Linked DNA regions of Mus musculus: region 2 is linked to region 1. The links are chromatin contacts, called in public Hi-C maps. All regions are on one chromosome and are shown on one strand. The core of a region is the stretch at or near the end of the contact, and the rest is flanking DNA. Distances in the headings are between cores, read along the strand shown.

Region 1 (6,746 bases), core at 95-2,594:
GTGTGGATACTAACCGGGCCTACATAAACAGATTTAGAACGGAAAATAAGTAAAATGTACACAAAATAAGCTTTCTTTCATTTTAGCAGTTTAAAAATCCCTCAAGGGAGGAAACCGTTTCTTTAGAGAAACCAATTTAATGCCTTACACGTTCTTAATTTTCCTCCCTCGTTGCTCCGCAAAGGCGCTTCCCCCCCCCCCCATCTACCTTGCATGCATTTACATAGGACACGACCTCAGCTCATTGACCTATGAGATTTAGAACTGAGATTTAGATTTTGAAATCACCGCCGTAGCGCTATAGAAGCTTTATTCTGACGGAGTCGCTGCTGCCAGGCAGTTGACACTGACAGGTGTTCCCCAGTCGACGCTGCTGAGGCTTAAGTAGTTGGTCTCAATATCCGGGGCCCTGGGCTTGCTGGATGAGCAAGTGCGGCCCTAGATTGCAGGACAATCTCAACTCCTTGTCATCCTTTGGGGACCATGGACTGCAAGCACGCGCCCCAGAGCACTCCTCACTGGCAGTATTCCAGGACTCACTATCCCAGAGGTGCAGCGGTTATGGGGGCGCACACAGGATTAGAACCCCCTGAGCCAAGTGCGAGGTAGTCAGTGTGTGTTGAATGAGCGAGCGTGGCTAGCTCAGTAAATTCCCTGGAGAAGAACGTAATCCAGACCGGAATCACAACGGTGCCTTAAAAATACCTTGGGGTGGGGGGCAGTGAAGTGAAAGATGTTGATGCAGGCGGGCCACGAGTCTTTGGTGAGGCTGGAGCCAGCAGGTCGCGCTGTTCCTAGGACTAAGAAGGCCCAGGTTGCGGTGACCCATCCTTCAAGCGGGCGGGTCTCCAAGGATGCAGAGCCTGACTTCAATACTAGGGATGACCTGAAGCTAGGGCTGGTTGAGTAGGGGTGCTCACGATCGCGACCCCCGCACCGCACTGCGCCGCAGCCCGCAACGACCCGGGTGCGCGCAGCCCCAGCCCCGCCTCTTCCCTATGCGCCCCGCCCCTCCCGGCGCGTGCCACCCGCGCACCCGGGGAGCTCGCGAGGAACCCGCGGGGTAGGCGGCCGGTGTCCCGGCGCAGGCGCGCTGGTGTCGCCGCCGCTCCCGCCAGCCGCCCCGCACGCGCCCCCGCCCCGCCTCCGCACGCGCCGCCGCCCCGGGCGCCTGTGATTGGCGGTCAGCGGGGCCCGCAGGTGGCGGCGGCCGCAGTGGCTTGGGCTGGCGCTGGCTGGGAGCCTGGAGCGGGCGCCTCCCTCGCGCCGCGCGCCCTCGTCCTGCCCGCGCTGCCCGGCTCCCGCTGTGACTGCGGCCCCAGCTCGGGCGCACCGGCGATCTGCAGCCTCGGGATCGCGCGCTGGACGCAGGCTGCGGCAGGTGACCCGGGGCCATCCGAGGCGCGGTGGCTGTGAGCCTGGCCGCCATCCATGAGCTCCGCCGCGGACCCACTCCAGGCCGGCCACCCCGGGTGAGTCCTCCAGCTCTCCCCTCCGCGCCCGCAGCTCGATGCCATGCTTCCCTGCCACGTTGCCGCAACTTTTGGGGTGGGTGTCTGAAGATGTCGCGCGCGCGGTCCCCCGCACCTGGTGCGCGTCTGGGGCCAGGGCTGCGGGACATGGCCAGCCTGCCTGTGCGGAGGGGACGGTGGGGTCTTGGACTTAGCCTCGACAGAGTCAGATCCGCCTCTTTCCGTGGCTACGGGGGCGGGAGCTGACCCCTGCGTTTCCCCGATGGCCACGTAGCGCTCGGGATGCGGTGCGCCGCGCACCTTGCTAAGGGATCCGCGCACCGGCGGGCGCCTCAAACCACCCGGTGCGCACCCGGCAGCTGGCCAGCATGGACCACGTGACTCTTTTAGACTCTTAATGTTTGTAAAATGGGGCTAATTAGGTACTCGCCGAAGGTCATGGCCAGGGCACAGCGTTAACCCCCAAGGCAGACTGCGTCTGGGCTCAGCCCCGGGTTGCCTGAGGAGGAGAGGTGCGCTGGTGAGGCAGGCACTGGGCGAGGTGTTCCTTCGTCCTGCTCTCTTTCTCGGTTCCTCCTATCTTCAAAGACAGGAGACTTGTTGAGGTTTCGAGCTCATCCGCAGGGTCTCAATAGCGGTTTCGGGGGGTGGGGGGGTGGTTAACGTCTGGCTGTCTTCCGTGTGAGCGTGCTGTGGAGCATTTGTGTGGTGGGAACGCTCACAGTTGCCGCATCCGAGGTTCCATCCTCTTCTAGTCACTCAATTGACTGATGTTTCTGCAGAGTGTGGAGTCGAGGACTCTGCTAAGCGCCAGGGCTTACATAGACTGTGTTTGGCTTCTGGTCTCCCAAATAAACCTTGTCCTCAGGACGTGTGTCCCAGCCACTCTTCCAAGACACACCAAAGGGAGGGAGCTGACACACCGAAAAGCAGCTTTCTCTGAAGATCTCTCCCATCCGCTAAAATTCCTTGAAAATGGACTACATTTCTATCCGCCCCACCCCTTACCTATAATATACATTTTGTTTATTATCTTGAGACTTTCCCAGGGACGGGAGAGAGATTGTTCCTCCTGCCCTGCCATTTCCCTGTTCCCACATGTCCTTCTCACCCTCTGACCTCCAGCTGCAGTTTTGATACTCAGTGATGACACTGTTACACATAGTCCTGGGATAATTGACAGGCGTTTTTTTTTTTATTTCTTTCTTTCTTTCTCTCCCCCCCACCTCCCCGCTCCTGGGGCTCCCGGGGTACGGTGTGAAAAAGCGCTGGGGTTGTGGTACCAGGTAGAGGGAAGATGTTGTAAGGGATCTTTCGGGAGGAGTGGTATGGAAATGAGGTGATTTCAAGGATTTGACAGCAACATCAGGACCCTGTTTGCAGATCTAAATATCTTTTTCTAGAGATATTTAGTTTTGGTAAAGCTTTGAAGACTGCTTTCCATCTTCAGATTGGAATCCAGTGGGTAGCTGTTTTCCTGATCTTCCCCCCACCTATGGAGGGGGTGCCTCTGAACTAGAAGTTGTGTCTCTTTAGCTGGGGACTCTCTGGAGGTCTAAGGAGAAATTGCCTCCCCTCCTCCTCCCCCCTCGTGGTGTATGGTTGTTTCTGGGCATGTGTGTGTATATATAGTCAAGCATGTATGTCTCTCTGAAGATGATGTCTGTGGCAGGAGTCTTTTGAGATCTGGATTTTATCTTTCTGTGTGGGAGAGGGAAGGATGGAATTCACTCGAGTTTGGGAAAATGTCCTGCTAGCCACATCTGGTGTTAAACTAGCAGTCTTGTAGATCATGTCCGGGGTGGGGTGGGGTGGTGGTGAGGTGGTGGTGAGGTGGTGGTGAGGTGGGGGAGTGGGGTAAGAAAACATGACAGTGAGTTGGTATTCAGGGAAAGCAGAACTCAAGGTCTTCAGCCCTTGGTCAATTTGTCTTAACATGTTATTAAAGTATAATTACAAAAAGTTTTATAGCTCAAAAGTGTATATTTAGGGCTGGACAGACAGCTCAGCAGTTAAGATCACTGGCTGCTCTTGCAGAGGACCTGGGTTCGATTCTCAGCACCTGTGTGTTGGCAAATAACCATCTGTAACTCCAGTTCCAGGGAATCTGACATCCTATTTTGACCTCTGCAGGCACAGAACACACATGGCACACATATATACACCCAGGCATGTATACACAGATAAAACAAAATAAAGTGAGTAAATATTTAGAGTGTATATTTGATGGATTTTAATAGACAAGCCACACCTGTGTATCTGGTGTCCAGACTAAGAACAAAAAGCTTCGTAGTTTCCCTGTAACTCATGAAAGGCAGCAGCCCCAGAGGCAGCTATCACCTTGTTTAGTTTGGCCAGGCAACATTCACTTCATCTTTATCCCATCATTTGCCTATCAAGCTGAAATAAGAGCTTCCTAGTTCTATGTCCTTTAAGACAGTGTCTTACCTATAGCTCAGGGTTCATGGGATTCTCTACATAGTCCAGGCTGAACTCAAACCTGTGGTGTTCCCCTGCCTCAGACTCTGGAGTACTGGTATTAATGGTGTGAGCCATCTCTGGCTTAATTTTTTTTTAAACCTTCCTTTTTATCGAGCTCAAACCAAGAGTCCTTTATCTACGGCAGACAACTAGTAGAAAAAGTCTCATCTTAGGCTCTGGGTTGGCTGTCCCCCATCCACGAATGATCAGTGTTCTTTGATTGGGGTGATGGGAGACCCCGGGTATAGCAGTGGGGTTCAGTTTACTCCCTGTATCTCTCTCTCATCTTAAGTGGTGTGATATAAATGAAAAATATGAATGGCTTTATTTCTAATTCCTCAAAGTCAAAAGTTGGATGGAATCATAACATTTCAACTCATCTACGACCTGTTGGGGCTGTTGCCTCATAGTGGCCACATGTTAGCTGGAGAACCCAGACACCCACCATCACGACAGGGATAAAATCCAACAGCCCAGGATCTCCAGAAACAAATAATGTTCATAAATAATGTTTTCTGCTCTCTGATCGGAAGGCCCCTTTTGGTCCCTACTACTAAGTCCATGGATAGACTCCATCTGGGGTTTGGGAGCTGTTTTGTGATCTGGGCCAATGCTGCCTTTTCCTCAGTCCTGTGGAACTATGGTGGCACATCCTTGGGGTATTAAAGAAAGCTTGGCTAGGTATGTGTGTTATATATCAACCTAGAATCCCCCAACAGTTTGAAGGTTCTCTTTCATAAGGCCAAATGGCTTCTTTCACAGAGCACTATCTATGGTGAGTTTTAAGGAATGGATAGGTTACTGGGATACGTTCAGCATCTTGCAGGGAGAGTTCAAATCAGGAGGAGGAGGAGGTGAGGATGTGGGATCTGGCGTGGAGAAGGCTAAGTGAGGCAGCCCCCTGTAGATGCCTGTGCCGATGAGTGTTGTCAAGTCATCAGAGGCTGTTTGGAGTGCTGTGTTCTTTTGGTGACTGTATTCTTTCTCACCACTGTGACAAAACTCCTTCTGAGAGCAATTACGGAAGGAAGGATTTGTTTTGCTCACAGTCCCAGGACGCTCGCTGTCATGACTGGGTAGGTATGGCTGCGGGATCACGGATGTAAGGTTGCTGTCTTAGTGAGGGTTTCTACTCCTGCACAAACATCATGACCAAAAGCAAGTTGGGAAGGAAAGGGTTTATTCAGCTTACATTTTCCACATTGCTGTTCATCACCAAAGGAAGTCAGGACTGGAACTCAAGCAGGTCAGGAAGCAGGACTGATGCAGAGGCCATGGAGGGGTGTTACTTACTGGCTTGCTTCCCCTGGCTTGCTCAGCTTGCTTCTTTATAGAACCCAAGACTACCAACCCAGGGATGGTCCCACCCACAATGGGCCCTCCCACCCTTGATCACTAATTGAGAAAATGCCTTACAGCTGGATCTCATGGAGGCATTTCCTCAACTGAAGCTCCTGTCTCTATGATAACTCCAGCCTGTGTCAAGCTGACACACAAAACCAGCCAGCACAGTTGCTGATCTCACATCTGCATCCACATCAGGAAGTGGAAAGATGATGCTGGTGCCCCACCCAGTTTTCTTGGGACCCCAGTTCATGGTACAGTGTCACTCACTTTCAGGTTCGCTTTTTCTTCTTCAGTTAAATGTCTCTGGAAACACCCTCGACAGACAGGCCAGAGCTGTGTCTCCCGTGTTTCCAAATGAGGTGCAGTTGACATTGAAGATGTAGCACGTGGAGGTGAGAATGGGCAGTGCTTGGGTGCACTGGGTACTGTACAGTGCCTTCCTCTTTCCAGGTCTGAGAATGATGGCCTTTCTAGTTATAGACAAGTCTGGACTTCAGAAGTTCAGTATTGGGCTGGAGAGATGTCTCCGCAGTTAAGACCACTGGTTGTTCTTCTGAAGGTCCTGAAGTTCAATTCCCGGCAACCACATGATTACTCACAACCATCTGTAATGGGATCTGATGCCCTCTTCTGGTGTGTCTGATGACAACTACATATAAATAAACCTTTTAAAAACAAAAGTTCAGGGCTGGAGAGATGGCTCAGTGGTTAAGGGCACTGACTGCTCTTCCAAAGGTCCTGAGTTCAAATCCCAGCAACCACATGGTGGCTCAAAACCATCTGTAATGAGATCTGACACCCTCTTCTGGATGACAGCTACAGTGTACTTACATGTAATAAATAAATAAGTAAATAAATCTTAAAAAATCAAAACAAAACAACAAAAGTTCAGTGCTCTTTCCAAGTTCACATGCTATTTGAGTCAAGGTGAAGGTCAGGGGCTGAGTCTCCAAGGCAGCTTCCCCAGATGGCTGCATCCTCCTACTGGGCGGGCGGTGAGAGCTTCCTGCCACTCTGTGTCCTCCTTGGCATCTGTTACTTGAACTTAGAAGCCAGAGATAGAAAACTCTTCCTGAGCATGGGGTGGGGGGAGGTCCACCAGGGATGTTTGAGGACTTGGAATTAAATTCATGCCACCTGCCACATTGAGACCAAGTGTGTGCCTTTCAGAAGCTGCTTCCTCTTTGTGTTAAAATTCAGTTGTCATGGAAGACTGTCTTACCTGGTTCTGTATTATTATCATCATTATTATTATTATTATTATTATTATTATTTAACCTCTAAAGATGTGTTGATGTTCATTGACCAATATAGATTTATTAGTTAGCTTTAATGCTGTGATAAAACACCATTACCAAAAGCTATTTATGGGGCAAGGAGTTTATTTTGGTTTAATGTTCCAAAAAGGGAGTGAGTCTCTAATACTGGGAAAGGCATGGCCGTAGG
Region 2 (6,595 bases), core at 296-2,795, 110 kb after region 1:
TTTATCAGAGAAGCAATGTTAGTATAACACCACCATTACGGGCCATTTGGAGAACCTAGCTGATTGCAAAGACTTGACGTCATTTTCTTATAACAACTGGACCTGCATTTGAGAGTTTGGTTTCAATTATTATGTTAATCTTTATAGTTGTGTGTTACCCAGTCTGGTTCATTGACCTTAGAAATGGGGGTGACATGAGTTACTCGCTCTGTCTTTTACCATTCAAGTTTAAAACAAGGTTATCATTCTACTTTTAAAAACACCCAGTAAATTTTGCTAGGCCCCTGGTCACCAAGCTTTGATGCCCTATGGAGAATTTTGCTTAAACACAAATTTTAACCCAGCAATGCTGAGAGGATAGTAGGTGGCTGGGGTTGTGTTTCCTCACCATGCCTCTAGGTGGCGATTGTGCTGTTGATCACCTGGGAAGCAGTGAGATCAGCAGAACTGGAATTGAGCCAAGCCTTCCTTCCAGACTACACTTTCCTACCAGACCCCTAGGTGGCGCTGGTGCCACTCGAGCCACTCCTCCTGCTGGCCCCAGGACCAGTCCCGGACCCCCCCCCCCGCCCCCCCCCCCCCCCCCGGGAAATCCGTGGGGCTTCATTTTGCAAGGTGCCCTGCCTTGCTGGAGTGGGGTTCTAGGACACCTGGCTACATCACTAGCAACTGGGGCCTGAGCAGAATTCTTTGCAGGCAGCTCCTGCCTCCTCAAAACTGTGCTGTTTAAATCCAGTCAACCCAGGTCAGTCTGGCATTCTTAGGTGAGGTTTTAATGAGATTCTAAGTCTCTCAATGCTGCTCTTAAGCATGAACTAGGATTCTAGTCTGCCTTGGAATGAAAAGACAATGTTTACCAGCAGAGTCATGCCATGTAAACAGAAATTAGAAAAGCGCTCACACAACTAGCTCACTGGAGGGCTTTGCATTTTGGTGTGCTGCTAAGTGGTAGGTTTTTTAAGGGAAACATGATGGTTATTTTACAGTTTTCTTCTGATACTTTGCTCCATGGGGCTTCCTGTTGCTTCATCTCTGAACTGAGCAAAAGGCCTAACTTGCAATAAGGAAGGTTACTCTGCGGGCGCTTCTGTGACTCAGACTTCAAGGCACGAACCCAAGTGTGGTGTCCACACTCAGGCCTCATGGTTGTTTGTTCTTTGGTTGAATTTGGATTTTTTTTTCCTTTTCCTTTGGAAATCTTTATATTCTTTCTCTGAATTTTCCAAAGGGAGTGTGTATTTTTATATTCACAGTGAGAAACATTACAAAACGCTGTTCCTCAGATGCAAGGGCTTTAGAGTCTGTCCTCACCAAACATGAAGAAAACTCCCACTGTCTACACTGACCATGGCTGCCTTGTTCACTGGGAAATAGCCTTCCCATGGTGCTTCACGCTGACTGAAGAGAGACTGGAGCCTCTTGCCGGCTCACTGGTTCTTTTTATTTCCCCAAGCTGGATTAAAAGCGCTGATAACACAGTAAGAATATCAACTATAAAGCCTCCTGCTAAACAGATGTTTCTGTGAGTTAGCTTTTCTGCATTAATAAACCACAGAGAATTTAGTGGCTTAAAATAGCAAGCATCTGTTGGCTCACTGGGTAGATTCAGATGGGTCCTGCTTCTCACCCAGGGGCCCCTGTGCATCTCTGGCCAGCTGGTAGCCGATAACCTGATTCACCTCTCAGGGCTTGGCTCACCAAAGGTCTCTATCCCAGAGCAGGCCAGCCTGGCTCCATACATATGGTGACAGATAGAAGGCTCCCCAAAGTATCCAAAGTTTCTGGCGACTGAGACGCAAATGCCTCCTTGTGGAGGGGGCTGCCAAGGGTTGTCGCCACTCTACAGTCTAACATTTGCTTGTCTAACAGGCTTCTGAGGACACAGTCTCTGGAGTGGTTCTACAACAATGTGAAAAGCCGCTTCAAGCGCTTTGGCAGTGCCAAGGTCCTGAAGAACCTGTACAGAAAACACCGTCTGGAGAGCGGTGCCTGCTTCGACATCCTAGGTACCGGAGTGCCTGCTGCTCTAGGAGGGGGTGGTGGCTGGGGGTAAGAGGAGGAAGAAGGGGATCCACCCTCTTCATAGAGACAGAGAAACTTGTCTAAATAGTAGGTTCTGGAAAGAGGGCGGAGTGTCGGGTTTTAACTCAGCGTTTTGTTTGGGTGTGTGCAGGTGTGTGTGAATGCATGTGTGTATGGGTGTGCATGTTCGTGTGTGCACTCGGATGAGAAGGCCAGAGGCCAGCTTCCAGGGTCAAGAGTTGTCTACCTTGTTTTTGAGACAGGGCCTTTCACAGGCCTGGAACTCACCAAGTAGACTAGAGCAGCGGGTGAGGGAGACCCAGGGACCCACCTGTCTCTGTCCCTCCGTTATCTCTGCCACCACCAGTGTTGGGATTGAAGGCACATGCTGCTGTGCTCAGGTCCTCAAGCTTGAGCAGCAAACACTTTATACTAAGCCTCTCTCCAGCCCCAGCTCATGGGCTGTGAACGTTCCTACTGGACTAGACTTGTTGAGAGTTTGGAAAGCCAAGCTGTTTCAGCAAATTGTGGGTGTTTTAATTATGGGTCCTTCTGGTATAAATCGCCTCTGTGTGTTCGTGCACGCAAGCGTGTGCATGCATCTGTGCACATGTATGTAAAGGTCACAGAAAGCATGATGTTCCCTTCCCTACCACTCTCTCATCCCCTTGATGCAGAGTCTCCCACTGACCTGGAACCAATCCTCCTGTCTCCACTGCCCACAGCACTAGAGTTGCAAGCCTATGTGAAGCAACACCTAGTTTTTAACACTGGTTCTGGGGATTTGAACTCAGGTCCTCACACTACTGCAGCAGTGCTCTGACCACTGAGAAACCTGCCCAGCCCCTAGAAACAACTCTTAACTATCACTCCCTGATGACAAACCATTGGAAAGTCATTTCTATGCGGAGATGAGAGACCAGGTCTATGTCCTGAGAGTGCACACACCCATTTCTTCATATTCTGAGTTCTACTGAAAGACCAGATCTATGTCCTGAGAGTTTGTACACCCACAAACTCATATTCTGAGTTCTAGTTCCCAAACTTGGAACCCAGTGTCCTAGCAAAGTGACAAGAATGTCTGTGTCCTCCTGGAAAGTGTCACCTACGAGTTTCACAGGAAGGTGTTTAGCTGAGAAAAGCAACAGCCATATGAGATCAAATATGGTGGCTTAGCTCGCTTCTTTCTCAGATTGCATCTTAGGGACACTTCTGCAATAGAGAAAGGGGGCAGTTAACCCACTAGTGCGGACAACTGTTTGGGTAGCTGCCACGCCCCATCTAAAGATAAAGAGATGCCACTTCACACAACAGAGTGCTATCTATGTGCCTGTTTTTCTGGTCAAGAAGTCAAGGGCTAGAGAGGGTTGTAACTTGCTGAAGGTGACACAGCAGGCGATGTGCGGGTCCAGAGACTGGCCTCACATTCTCCAGTCCTCACACCATGGCTTCTCACTTCCCCCATACTACCTCCAAAAAAACGAACGTGGGCTGCTATGTCAGAATACACAGTACTGGGCAACTTGGAGACAGTAGAAGCCTATTTATCTGGAAGTTTAAGAGGCTGGAGAAGCCTCTCTCTTTCTCTCTCTCTCCCTTCATCTCCCTGTGTGTGTGTGTGTGTGTGTGTGTGTGTGTGTGTGTGTGTATACGCTCGAGTGTATGTGAATGCATGTGCGTATGCATGAGTGCAGTACCTACAGATCTAGAAGAGGCTATCAGTTCCTTTGGAGCTGGAGTTTCAGATGGTTGGGAATTTCCTGATGTGGGTTCTTGGAGTTAGAAGTGGTTGTGAGCCTCCTGATGTGGGTGCTGGGACCTGACCTTGGGTCCTCTGGAATAGCAGGAAAGCTTTCTTAATCACTGAGCCATCTCTCCAGCCCCTTGCTAAGGACCATTTTGCTGTGCTATCCAGAGCAGAAGACAGAAAGGCAAGTCACACATGAAACACCAAGAGAAGAGGCAGGGACGTTCCTAATAAGCCCACTCTTGAGTGACTCCACTTCCAGGAAACACTAATCCTCCTGGTCTCGTCACCGCTTGTTAGGGCCGCTTCCAAAATCATCACACTGAGGATGAAGCTCATCATGAGTTTAGAGAGAAAATATACTCAAGTCATAGCAGAAGATACTGAATATACTCAAGTCATAGCAGAAGATACTGGAAGAAAGTTGGGGTTGCAATTGCACCAAAACCCATTGTGCAGAGAGAAAAACAGCAGGTCAAATCCTGGACCATTGTAGCATGAACCCATTTGCAAGGCAGGCTTCATCAGTGTGGCTGATCCACCAGCTCAGTGGCTCAATCCCACCCATGTTCATCAGAGACCTCTCACGGCCGTGTTACTCTCTCCTCTAGGAGGAGGATTGTTTGAACCAAACCTGGAGAATGAAGGGAGCATTTCAGGAAGTGACTCCACGTTCTACAGGCAGTCAGAAGGTAAGGGCACTTGGCTGACCGCTGCTCACAAGTTGGAGGGCTCAGAGGCTGGAGTGGGCTAGCTGTGATCACAGCCATGCTGTGAGGGACCTGCGAGAGTTCTGGAGTTGGAAGGCAATAATCAAGCCAGGAGCCTGCACTTCCTGTGTGAGACTATTTCCACCATTTACTAACATTACATTTTATGCCAACACCCTCATCCAAGAATTACAGAATGGCATCAGAACCCTTGCTGGGACATGGTAACCATCCCCATCACACCCATGCCCGGTCGAATGCCTTGCCTGGCCACTAGTTGTAAAATGCCTGAGTTTATGGACTCATCCTGTCTACCAGGGCATCACTGGCAACTAGCCTCGAACCTAGATCAGTGGAATTACTCAGTGGAATTGCTGAGAATGTGAGGCCTAAAAATGCTTTGGTGGGTAAGATATGGCTAAAGTATATTGTATGCATGTACAATTAATATAGGCTAGTTGTGAAACACTACATCAGGATTGGTGAGACAGCTCTGTAGATGCTGCAGCCAAACCTAGTGACCTGAATTCAGTCCTGGGACCAATGGTAGAGAAGACAACTGACTCCGAAAGTTCTCCTCTAACTGCCACACATATGCTATGGCATACCCCCACACACATATCACATGCACACACATACACACATATGTATACACACATACATACACACATATACACATATGTATACACACATATGTATATACACAAATACATACATACAAACATGCACACACACAACATATACATGTATACACATGCACACATACACACATCACGTACACACACATATACACACACATTCATGCTACACACACACATACACACAATGTACACACACATGCACACATACAAACACAGACATACATACACTATACACACACATAAACACATATATACATACACACGTATACATACAGACACACACATATACACACAGAGAGACATACATACACACATACACATATACACACAGACAGACACACATACACATATACACACAGACAGACACACATACACACATATAAACATAAATTATAATTTTAAATAGAATAATCTTAATATATTGATGAGTATCAGAGAAGCCAGTTGGGAGAGAAACAGCCATCTCCAGGGAGCTCTTTGCGGTGACAACTTACACTTTACATGTCCTCCTCATGAGCTCTTCTTACTAAAGCTTACATTAAACACATTCAGTCAGCCAGACCTTGTGACACACATCTTCTACCTGAGTTGCCTTGACATTAGCTGCGTTTGTTTTAAAGAATTCACTATATTTCCCAAATCCCCCATTCTGGCCACATTAGTGTCTCCAGGAGTCTAACGAGCTTGGCTAGTGACTAATGAAGAGCAGATGCGTTCACACCTTGTCTCATTTCACAGATAACTCTCAGCAGCTCCCAGGCGACTGGCATATGCTAATCACACAAGGCTAGATTATAAATGGCAACAGGAGATTAAAATTAGAGAAAGAGACACAGACACCATCCCTTTCAGACCCGTGGTCCTTGGCTGATGTAGCATGGACTCCGAGGCGGTCAGTGAGCGCACTGCTGTACAGCTCTGTGATCCCAGCTACTCCAGGGCTACAGCAGGAGGATTGTGAGTTCAAAGCCAGCATAGCCAATACAGCCAGACTCTGGAGAGATGGAAGTGGGGAGAAGAGACTATTCCCACAGAGAATAACATGTCCACTAACATTACTGATGCAGGCTCAGTTGGCAAAAACTCGCCACACAAGTGTGGGTTTCCGAGCTCTGGCTCCCTCACCCACATAAAAAGCAGAGTGCAGTAGTGTGTACGTGCAGTCCAGTTTAAAAGGTCACATGGGCTTGCCTTCGTTGCACTGGAGGATTTTCTCAGCAGTACTGAACACCAATAGTAACCCTCTGCTGTTTGTTAAGTTACCTAACCAGTCTGAGATTCACAACTCATCTGTGTAGTGTGACCACATGGCACTGCACTGGGGTACCATGGTGGTTACTGGTGTGAACTCCCAGCTGAATCCTAGCATGTTTTTACTCAGACTTGTTACAGATGCCTGTTTATGGCCTCAGTGTTTGCTTTAAGCCAGGATCACAGCCCAGTGTCTCAGGGACATTTAACCATTTCTGTCCGTG

Evidence for each region. Hi-C and Micro-C count contacts between places; a contact is called where the count stands out from the background.
Region 2: a Hi-C map of cerebral cortex shows a contact between it and region 1, with 2.7 times the contacts expected there. The contact joins the enhancer-like site here to the promoter of Myrip in region 1. A contact is called at or near these places in 3 of 39 promoter capture datasets (embryonic stem cells, hippocampal neurons and stem cell-derived epiblast-like cells), 4 of 484 Hi-C or Micro-C datasets (cerebral cortex, cortical neurons, stem cell-derived neural stem cells and 1 more), 1 of 115 datasets of contacts at active chromatin or transcription factors (stem cell-derived neural progenitor cells) and 3 of 9 other capture datasets (adipose tissue, liver and pancreatic islet).

Annotation. Positions count from the first base shown.
Region 1 is chr9:120,302,729-120,309,474 of GRCm38.p6, forward strand. Myrip (myosin VIIA and Rab interacting protein) reads left to right here and starts at 1,345. Exons shown (of 17, transcript NM_144557.5): 1 at 1,345-1,472.
Region 2 is chr9:120,415,271-120,421,865 of GRCm38.p6, forward strand. It overlaps Myrip (myosin VIIA and Rab interacting protein), which reads left to right. Exons shown (of 17, transcript NM_144557.5): 4 at 1,870-2,006; 5 at 4,381-4,461. Among named protein-coding and RNA genes, the nearest start is that of Gm34159, 55 kb to the left of the region's middle. Within about 2 kb of position 1,546, at least 29 of the 459 cell types and tissues checked have an H3K27ac peak or open chromatin away from gene starts, as enhancers often do. A contact at or near this core is called in cerebral cortex and pancreatic islet, where this site is marked.